2 separate regions of the Sus scrofa genome follow, and region 1 is linked to region 2. The links are chromatin contacts, called in public Hi-C maps. All regions are on one chromosome and are shown on one strand. Each heading gives the region's core, a stretch centred on a gene start, on an enhancer-like site or on the middle of the called end of the contact. The rest is flanking DNA. Distances are from core to core; before and after follow the strand shown. Region 1 overlaps LOC106509228 (a long non-coding RNA gene). Region 2 overlaps ABCA1 (ATP-binding cassette, sub-family A (ABC1), member 1).

Region 1 (4,923 bases), core at 2,083-4,582, 100 kb after region 2:
CTGTAATCTTGACTTTTCATGATATTGTCAAACTCAACCAATTTATGCTCATATCAGCAGTAGATGAGAGTTCATGTTGATCAACACTGTTGACAACATTGGTTACTATTGGCCTTACTAACTTTTCCAATCAGATAAATGTGAAATGATGTCTTTCTGTTGTTTTAATTAGTATTTCCCTGATTACCAGGGAGGTTGAGCATCTTCTGTCTGGAAGCCATTCAGTTTTCCTCTTCTGGGAATCACCACGTCACATCTTTGTTTATTATTATATTGTATCACTTGTGTTTAAGTGGTTTTTAGTAATTAAATGTTCTGAATACTAATCTTTTGTCTCTCTGAGTTGTAAATGTCTCCCTACTATACCTTGCCTTTTTCATTTGTGTTTTCTAATGTATAGAAGTTTTGTTTGTTTGCTTACTTGCCTACTTATGTTTAATATAGTCAGAATTACCTACTTTTTCCTTCACAGTTTAAGCTTTACCTAGCTTGGGAGTCCCCATCATGGCTCAGCAGTAACAAACCCAACTAGTATCCATGAGGATGCACGGGTTCGATCCCTGGCCTTGATCAGTGGGTTAATGATACAGCGTTGCTGTGAGCTGTGGTGTAAGTTGCAGACACTGCTTGGATCTGGCATTGCTGTGGCTGTGGTGCAGGCCAGCAGCTACAGCTCTGATTCGACCCCTTGCCAGGGAACTTCCACACGGCACAGGTGCGGTGCTAAAAAGACAAAAAGAAATAAAATAAATAAAAAATAGATAAACTTTACCTAGTTTGTTTAAGAAATCCTTTCCTAGACTAAGTTCATAAAGACATATAGAAGAACATCTAAAAGTTTTAAAGTTTTGCTTTGTATATTTAAGTCTCTAATTCATCTGGAATATATTTAGTTTTAGTTAGTTAGTTAGTACTTTCAGAGGTAGAGGCTTTTTTTCTCCCTGTGGTTAACTAATTATTCTAAGCACCATTTATTGAATAGTCCATCTTCTCTCAATGACCTCACATTAAGTCCTCCTATATGCACAGGCCCTGTTCTATTCTCTATTTGCCTATTCCAGGAACCATACCACATTGTCTTATTACTACAGTGTTATAAGATGTCTTGATATGCCATGGGGCCTCCACCCTATTCTTAAAAAAATACATTATGAAACATTAATCTTCCACACACACTTTAGAATAAGCTTGTTGAGCCACACACAGAATTCTAAATACACTAAATATTTATTTATCTACATATACTAAAACACAATGAGAATTTGATTCAGGTTCCATTAAATGTGTAGATTTGCAGAGATTGATAGTTTTATAAAATAGAGTCCTTTCATCCTAAATGAAATGTACCCATCCATTTACTTAAGTGTTTTCTTAATGTTTTCCATAAAGGGTTACACTTCTCTTCATTAAAGTCCTGCATTTTAAAAAAAGATTTATTCTAGGTTCCTGATGACTTCGTTGCTACTGTAAGCATTTGTTTTGTTTTCTGGGCCCCACCTGTGGCACATGGAAGTTCCAAGGCTAGGGGTCAAATCAGAGTTGCAATTGCCAGCCATAGCCACAGCCAGATCTGAGCCACATCTGCAACCTATGCCACAGCTCGTAAAAATGCTGGATTCTTAACCCACTGAGTGAAGCCAGGGATTGAACCGTGGATACTAGTTGGGTTTTTAACCCACTAAGCCACCAGGGGAATTTCTAAATGGTATCTTTTGTCGAACAGATACTTGTCCTTTGTTATTGATAATGGGAATAAATTTGACTGCTGTATATTGCCCTTATTTCCAGCTGCCCTCTCAAAAGTGTTAATATTTTGTAAGGCCTCTTGAAATTTTCTTGTACACAATAACATTGGTCTTATATCTTTTGCTTTCTTGTCTTACTCTGCTTACTCTTGATAAACTGAATTTTTAGCAGAAGAACTGATAGCCAGAAAACATTTTCTGTTCAAGACTATAAAGAGAACATTTGAGAATTAGGAGAAATTTTAAATATCACTAAATATCACAAGTATTGCTTTCTCCCCCATTTAATGTGTCTGTGTGGGGGATTTGTTTAGAGTACAATAGCTACTCTCTACTCATCTCAAAAAATGACTGTACATCAACTATTATTTGCAGCTTTCAGTATGCCTATTGCTGAGCTCCCACACACAAAGAACAAATAAAAAATTATATGAATTGTTAATTTTTGGCAAAGTTAGCCAATTTCGTATTATCTGCAAATGCCACACTAAACAGTCTAAATGCATACATAGTCATAAATCCCAGCAGACTAACGTCGAGACATTCTGCCCCCCCCCAAAAAAACCCACTAAAACTATTCTGCATTCAAGTTCTGAATTGATTCCCTTTGAGGTCTTTAAAACGTATTTGTTTGCAAAAACAAAAGTTCATTGTTGGCATCTGGAGGTGGCTTATTAGTGGCTATGAGAAATTAGGGTTAGGATTTGAGGTAGAAAAATAAAAGAGAAGTTCTTAAATTTTAGTGCCTTAACCTAGTAAACTCTTAAGTCAGTTCTTAACACAAGAAACTACTTTGTTCACAATACCCAGTATAGCCATGAGGATCTAGGTCCCCACCAGCACTATTCTGGTAGCTATTCTTCATGTCATATCACAATCATCACTTCCCTATAGCAAGAAGCAAAGAGTAGCAGTTTTAAACCTCACACTTCTACATTCTATTAAAAGATTACTTTACAATTAAAAGTAGATTTTAAAATCTACACCTTAAAACAGAATTTCAAGTATGCCACATTTTAAAGACCCTTCATTACAAAAGTTAAAACTTAGAATATTAAAGTAGAACATTTACCAAATCAACAAAGAATGATTTACTGTAAGATTTCTTCTCTTTTTAAAGACTCCTTTCTCATTTGTTGTGTTGTGTGAGACTAAACCTCGGCCACTGCCACCTGCAAACTAGAAAAGAAAAAAAGGTTGTTCCTACATGGTAGGGAAAATAATTCACCTTACAGAAATTTAACACACAAGCGATTTTTAAAGTTTTCATTTGCTAAATAGACAATTCACAGTTTGTTCAAGTAGGAGCAATAAGCTGCTGAACCTAAGAGAAGCCTCTAAAACGCGCTCGACTATAGTTTACGTGCTGTGCCCTGTTTGCTAGCTCAGTTACGAAGAAGCAAAAACATTGACCTCAATGCTCCCTCCCACTTCCCCAGGCCCAGTTTGGGGTAGCAAGCCCGAGTTCACAGAGAGGAAGCCAAGCGACGGGATCTCGCCGCTTTAAGCCACAAGGGCCCCTTTGGGCCCGCCCACAGGCAGGCGTGGCTAGCGCGATATCTGCTGGGAATTGTAGTTCCAGGCCCAAGCGTTTCTGGACTCCTTTCTTCCTACCCTGATTGTACCCCGGCCGTCTATGGACTCTGATGGTGCTGTGGAGTGAGCCCAAGGCGCAACCGGAGATAAAAGGAGAAGACATGCGCGCTGAGTGTCTAGAAAGTGGCGGCAGCGGCGCGCATGCAGGGGTGGCCGTCCCTGCTCTATCTTCACTTCGAGGGGAACAGGGACAGAGGTAGGGTATTAGGCCAGTTTGCGGGTCGTGGTTGTTAGCCAGGAGATGGGGGAAGCTGTCCAATTTCCCTCTCGCCCTACTTCATCTTGCCTTTCGGGACTCTCCCACTTCCCACCCTTATGCAATTTGCAGAATCCTTACCCCCACACACCCCCGCCCTCTCCTTGGGAAGCCTTTCTCTGCTGTGTTGTGAAATCTGATAGAGCTTCTCAGCCAAGGCCTTTTAGCCCTCCTGGAATTCAAACTGCCCCCTCCCTGCGAAGTCCAGGTCATGTGAGGCAGCAAAAGGCTGCAGGCAGAGGCCCCACAAAGCAATGCGCTAGTACATTCTCTGAAATTTACGGTCACCCTGTCCTTCTGCAAAGCTGGAACCAGTTAGGCGATAGATTAGGTAGACGGATACATAGAAGATGACCTGCTTAGGTTGAAAACGGCTTTCATATCTTCCTTTACTATAGAAGGTGGCATCAATATATGAAAAGACAATGAGTGACCCAAGAACTCACGAGTGTAGTGTTGACAAAGCCTCAGAACCACAGCTTCCAAGAGTTTTAAATCCAATGCTTTTTCCACCAATTCACAGAGTCTCAGAAACAGCTAAAGGAGGTAAACAGCTGAACCTGATGCAAGCTGGCTTTCCGAATGGTCAGGCTCTGGTTCACCATAGCCACTCTTAAATTAGTGAGCAGATGCCCTCAGTGAGTGAGCCCTCCGGCAAACATGGAGGATTTTACTGTGTTTAAGATTGAACACATGCTTTGTGCTGGGCCCTGGAAAGATGTATATCACATTTTAGCTTAAAAGGTGCCCTTCTCCATGACCCGTTGGACTGTAAAGCACCCTGTATTTCCCAGAGGATAGCATTAGGCATGCTGCATCTTGTTTGTCTGCCTATCATGAAAGTCTGCAGTGCTGCTTTGTCCACACCGTGGTATCTGCAGTGCTAATACATGGCGGTCTCTCAGTAAATGTCCCATGATGGCATGCATGAACCCAGGGTCTGCCTTTCATGTCTGTACTCAAAAAAAAGTGTGTTGGTAGAGGTAGAGATGAGATAGAGATGCAGATACATACAGAGCTTTGGGACCGGAAGGAAGAAGCACATGGAGAGGTCCCTGAAGCCTGTATGGAGGAGGCAGTATCTGCTAAACTTTGGAATTACCCCTCATCGGTTTAGCAGATAGGAGGTATTCACACCAAAGCTTCTCTATGAGCTTTGCTTGAGAGAGAAAGGGACTGATTGTTTAAGAGCCAACCAGGACAGGAACACAGATGTTACCCTCTTCTAGGTGGTCATCTGGAGAAGCTGTGCTTTCCAGGGACCCTGCCTTTCTTTAAACATCTTTGGAATGCCCTTTGTGGAAATGCCTTTTGAGTTTACAGCAC
Region 2 (4,702 bases), core at 1,054-3,553:
GATGAAGAGGCAGATCAATAGAGAAAGCAGATGGAGGGATGAGAGCACCAGAGGAAGGCAGCTCAGGGAAGCATCTGACCCAGATGAGGCTTATCTGCTAGTGTTTCCAGAGGGGAGTCAGAGGCTGAAGCGAAATTCTGGAAAAGGACAGAGAGCCAGAAATCTCCAGAGGCTGTGGCTGATGAGGAGAAGGTAAAGAAGGCTCCTGTGATGGCAGGGACCACGGCAGCCTGCAGTCATAGTGCTGTGACACACAGTTCTCAATAAATGTTTCTGAGTAAATGATAAAGGTATAAGTAGATAAAGAGAGAGAGATTCCTCAAAATCTGAGATTCAAGGAGTACAGTGGAGGAAGGAAGAGGATGAGGTGTGGTGTGGTGTGAGGCCAGTGTAGGATGACTTTGCAACTCTGGTCTCAGTTTTCTCCATTTTGTTGTCAGCAGGAAAATGAGTGGAAAAGCCAAGAATGCCGAGATGATGTCTGATGTCTGAAACAGCCCTTCCCCTCTTGGCCTGGCTAACTCTTCCCCTTCTTTATGATTTGGCCCATGAGTCATCTCCTCCAGGAAGCCTGCCCTGATGTTCCCACCCTCCAGCTGAATCAGGTGGCCACCCTCCATGCCCTAATAGCCTCCTATGTGCACTTCCCCTGAGCTGCAGTTCTCTGAAACCACATCTTTCTCCCCAGAAGAACACCAGTGCCTGAGGGTCGGGACTTTGGAACTCCAAGGTGTGGCAGTGCCTCGCACAGCGGAGGTGGGTGGGGAAGGAATGGAGGAACACAAGGGAGCAAATCAAGTCATGAGCTGTAGTGATCTGCTGTGGGACAAAACAGGACATGCGTGTGAAACAAACCCGTCAAGAGAGCGCTCAGGTCTCCGGAAGTTCCCCCCACCCCACAGGTGCATCAGCCCAGGTCAGGAAGACAGTCAGGAGAGTGGGAGCTGGAGGCAGGGCGTGGGGACATGTCCATAACAAGACAAGTGGGGATGACAAGAGCATCTACCTCACAGGGCTGAGCTGGAGGTTAAATGAGGTCCCAGTAGGAAGCCTGGAACCAAGAAAAGGTCTCCATAAAGGATAAACTAACACCATCATCACTTTCAGAAAAGACACCTCAGTGGCTTCATTGCTAGTCTGACCCCAAAGCATATGCTTTCAGAATAGATAAGAACAGAGGAGCAACTGTGCCAACTAAGTCGATGCTGAATTTTTGATCTAAGATATATGTGTATGTGCACATGCACGCGTGCGCATGTGTGTTGTGTATTTGCCTGGCTGAGTTCCTGCATCAGAAAAAAGGATTAATTTTTTCTGCTGATACTGTCTATTAGGGGAAGAAAAGGTTGAATGTGACTGATTTGTCTATTCAGAACTTTAGAGAATCAACGGAATGATCACCTCTATAGGATCACTGCAAGGACGGACACAGGAGGAAGATGACAAGTAAGAGCAACCAATGGCTGGAGGCAAGATAGAGAACACTTAATGGAAAAGACAACCAGTCCTTGGCCATTTACTCTTGCCCACATGACCTTATCTGTAATGGGTGGGTGGGTTGTAGACGATGATTTCAGAGGTCTTCTTATTGTTGGTACTGAAAGGTACTAAGTCAGCACTCAACAGGCATCAGAAGATCTGAATTCAGGTCCCAGCTCTGCTGTTTCCTAACCGTGTAACCATTAACCTCACTCTTCCCCTTTTCTGACTCTCTCTGGCCTCCTCAGTTTCCTTAGACGTAAGATGGGGTAATAATAACAGGCACAGGTTGTTGTGCAAACCCAGATCAAGAAAGTACAAGTACCCTTTTGGAGGCAAGAGTCTCATGAGCTTCCACGGGTCACTGAGAGGATGTACCTGCTGTCAGAGAACACGGTCATCCAGTTGCTGGACCAGTCACTAAATAAAACGTTGCGTCCCTGCTGCCCTGCAGACAAGACAGAAAGTCCCCATCCAGCAAAAGGCCCCGAGAACCTCCCTGCTGCCATCTCTCCGATATGGACCAAAATACTTGATCCCCTGAACTCAGCCTCCTTAGTTTTGCCTTGAGGAGCCCATGGTGCATGTCCTTTTCCAGAGAATTTTACTTTGGGTGCAGGAGAGTGGGGCAAAGAAAAGGAGAAAAAAACAAAAAAACAAAAAACCGATTCAAGAGCTTAGAGTCTAAAGAACAAAAAAAGTGAAATGTGTGTTTGTGGGCTGAGGACAAACAGGACAGAATTCTCAGTCTCTTGCCAGTCCTCTGGGCAGGCTCTCAGCACAGGCTAAGGAAATTCTTCTGTGGGAGGCAGAGAGGGGTGGGAGGGCAGGACTCTTGCACCAGGGGGATGCTTTCATCCCCAGAGTGTTCCTCCTGCTTCTTCCCCAGCCTGCCCTGAGTGCAATGGAGGAGAAGGGGGGAGGGACGGGGGGGGGGGGCGGCAGGGAGGGCAGCCTCCCAGGAAAGCGGAGGAGGGAAACCCTCAGCTGAGCTGGCTGCGGCGGCGGGGTTACTCTCGGTCAATGCCCTCCAGTCCCCAGCTCAGTTTCAAGATCGCTGTAGTCTCTTTTGTTCAACATAAAAAGAAACCACAGCGATCAGCTGCTTGAGAAGTAGATGGAGGAGGCAAAGGAAGAAAAAGGAGAAGCAGAGAAAGAGATCATGTCAGCATCTAAGGCCCAGATACTCTTCTTAAAAGGACACCCAGGGGGTCTCCCAGCCCTGACCCATCACACCGGCAGTGGCCTCGAGGGGTCTCAGCCAGATCTCACTCCTGGCTTTACTCAGCCTAAGCCAAGCCTTATAAACAAGAAGACCTCAAAACATTTCTCTGCCAGAAGAGGGCTGGGAACAAACATGCTCAGCTTCTTCTGGGTGTTTGTTGCTGTTGTTGTTTTGGTTTGTTTTCCTGATGTTAGGGCTCCACTTTCTTCAAGAGTAGCTCCTGCCTGCTTCTCTGAGAGGGGTGCAGCCCTCAGGGAAAACCAGGGCCTCTGTGGGAACGTCAGGGCTCTAGAGAAGGGAGTTAGGCAGAGTGACCTGGCTGCTCCCTGAGGTGACTCCTCAGAGCAGGTGGGAGGAGGCTGGGAGCCTGCGGTCAGCACCTCTCCCTGCTGTTCATCTGGGCCCCAGCATCCCAACCGAGGAACAGTGGAGGTTTGCTGAGGGATCCCAAGACACCCCTGAAAGATCTAGAGTCTGGCTAACATGGTTCCTATCTCAGTTCTAGAAGTTTTCAGTTATGGGGCCTTGAAGAAGTCACTTGGGCTCTCTGATCCTGTATTTTTCTCTAAACAAAGGCTGATCATACCGGGGGAGAGGGTGGCTTAAGTAAATACTAAAGACACTAAATGTCTTACTGACTCACACATATTGTAAGAAAAAATATAAGCTTAGAAATCAAACAAGCTCAAAATAATTGTTGATAAAGTCTTGGATGACACTTACGTGAAGGGTTCCACAGAGAAACCAGAATATGTAGGCTTCTGCTTCCTGAACCCTTTGTGGCAAGTCCCAGGGAAGCCAGATACTTCTCCTGAGACCAACGGGAGCATCACAACTTTAGGAACCACATATTCTTTATTCTACATGGAATGGAACTTGCATTAGTTCAACAAACTTCTAAATGGCTGCTGAAGCAAAATACCAGAACTATGATTTCAAGTGGCAATAGTTCTTGGAGCTCCTTGAAGGCAGGAGCCTGTAATAAAAGATGCTGTATAAAAACAGAATCCCTGCCCTTGCCTTCCAAGAGATGGACAGAGGGTCAGGTGAGCAGAACTGGGAGTCTCCAGCCTTCTCTGCCACTGTAGAATCTGTCAACACTGAAATGGAGGGATGGAGAGAGACATGACATGTCTTTCCCAGATCCATCTACGAAGGCAACAGTATACCTGTGTCTTACTGAGAGGTGGGCAAAGTGGGAGAGGTTGTCAGGAGCCCCTGGAACCAGGACTGACATCAGCTAATAAGAAGCTGAATGGTAACCAGGTCCTCAAAGCACGAATGGAGACTGTGCCCCAGAGGGAGAGGGTGACCTGTTCATACTGGCCAGGACCTCTGCTAATGCAGTGGAGGTGGTGGCACAGTCCAGCTGGCTTGGGAAGCCCAAAGGGAAAAGAAAGGGAACACTGAGGAGGTAGCACTAGTCACAGTGAGTTCTGGATCTAAAGAAAAAGAGAGAAAGAGTCAAGAGCCAATATTAGACAAAGCAAGAAAACTCCTGGGAGAACTCTGCACGGAGAACCCTTTGTGAAGGCCAGAGAGGTGGAAGGTGAGGAAGGATGTCCAGAAAAGGCAAGGACTTCAAGAGAGAAGATGAGATCAAAATAGGGGGAAAGAGAGTCTAGAAACAGAAAAGACCAAATCAGACAGAAAGCACAGACAGAAAAAGAGCTGGGAGGAAAGAAGAGAGTTTGAGGCATTCAACTCTTGCTCATGAGCTGGTCTTTGAAAATGAGACTAGATGCTCCTAACACCTTGACTGAGGGATCAGAATCAGCCTGCAGAGCCCTGAGAAGGCCAGGAAGATGGGATGGACGCGAAGATGAGTTTATGAATTAGGGGCTGAAGAGAGTTCTTCCTAGCGCTGGGCTAAGGAAGAACTGTTAAAATATATATTTTTATATGGTATAAAATACCATGGTGTGTGTGTGTGTGATATAAAGTGCTTAATTTGTTCTTTTAAATTTGATAAAAATGTATTAAGGGACATAGCAGTGC

What was found. Hi-C and Micro-C count contacts between places; a contact is called where the count stands out from the background.
Region 1: a contact with region 2 is called in a Hi-C map of liver, with 3 times the contacts expected there. The contact joins two enhancer-like sites. A contact is called at or near these places in 3 of 47 Hi-C or Micro-C datasets (embryonic fibroblasts, liver and retroperitoneal adipose tissue) and 2 of 2 datasets of contacts at active chromatin or transcription factors (alveolar macrophages and skeletal muscle).

Annotation. Positions count from the first base shown.
Region 1 is chr1:246,324,244-246,329,166 of Sscrofa11.1, forward strand. LOC106509228 (a long non-coding RNA gene) reads right to left here. Exons shown (of 4, transcript XR_002337119.1): 2 at 2,818-2,924. Among named protein-coding and RNA genes, the nearest start is that of ABCA1, 48 kb to the left of the region's middle. Within about 2 kb of position 3,333, at least 48 of the 83 cell types and tissues checked have an H3K27ac peak or open chromatin away from gene starts, as enhancers often do. A contact at or near this core is called in alveolar macrophages, liver, retroperitoneal adipose tissue and 1 more, where this site is marked.
Region 2 is chr1:246,224,273-246,228,974 of Sscrofa11.1, forward strand. The region is part of intron 5 of ABCA1 (ATP-binding cassette, sub-family A (ABC1), member 1); the gene reads right to left. Among named protein-coding and RNA genes, the nearest start is that of ABCA1, 52 kb to the right of the region's middle. Within about 2 kb of position 2,304, at least 51 of the 83 cell types and tissues checked have an H3K27ac peak or open chromatin away from gene starts, as enhancers often do. A contact at or near this core is called in alveolar macrophages, liver, retroperitoneal adipose tissue and 1 more, where this site is marked.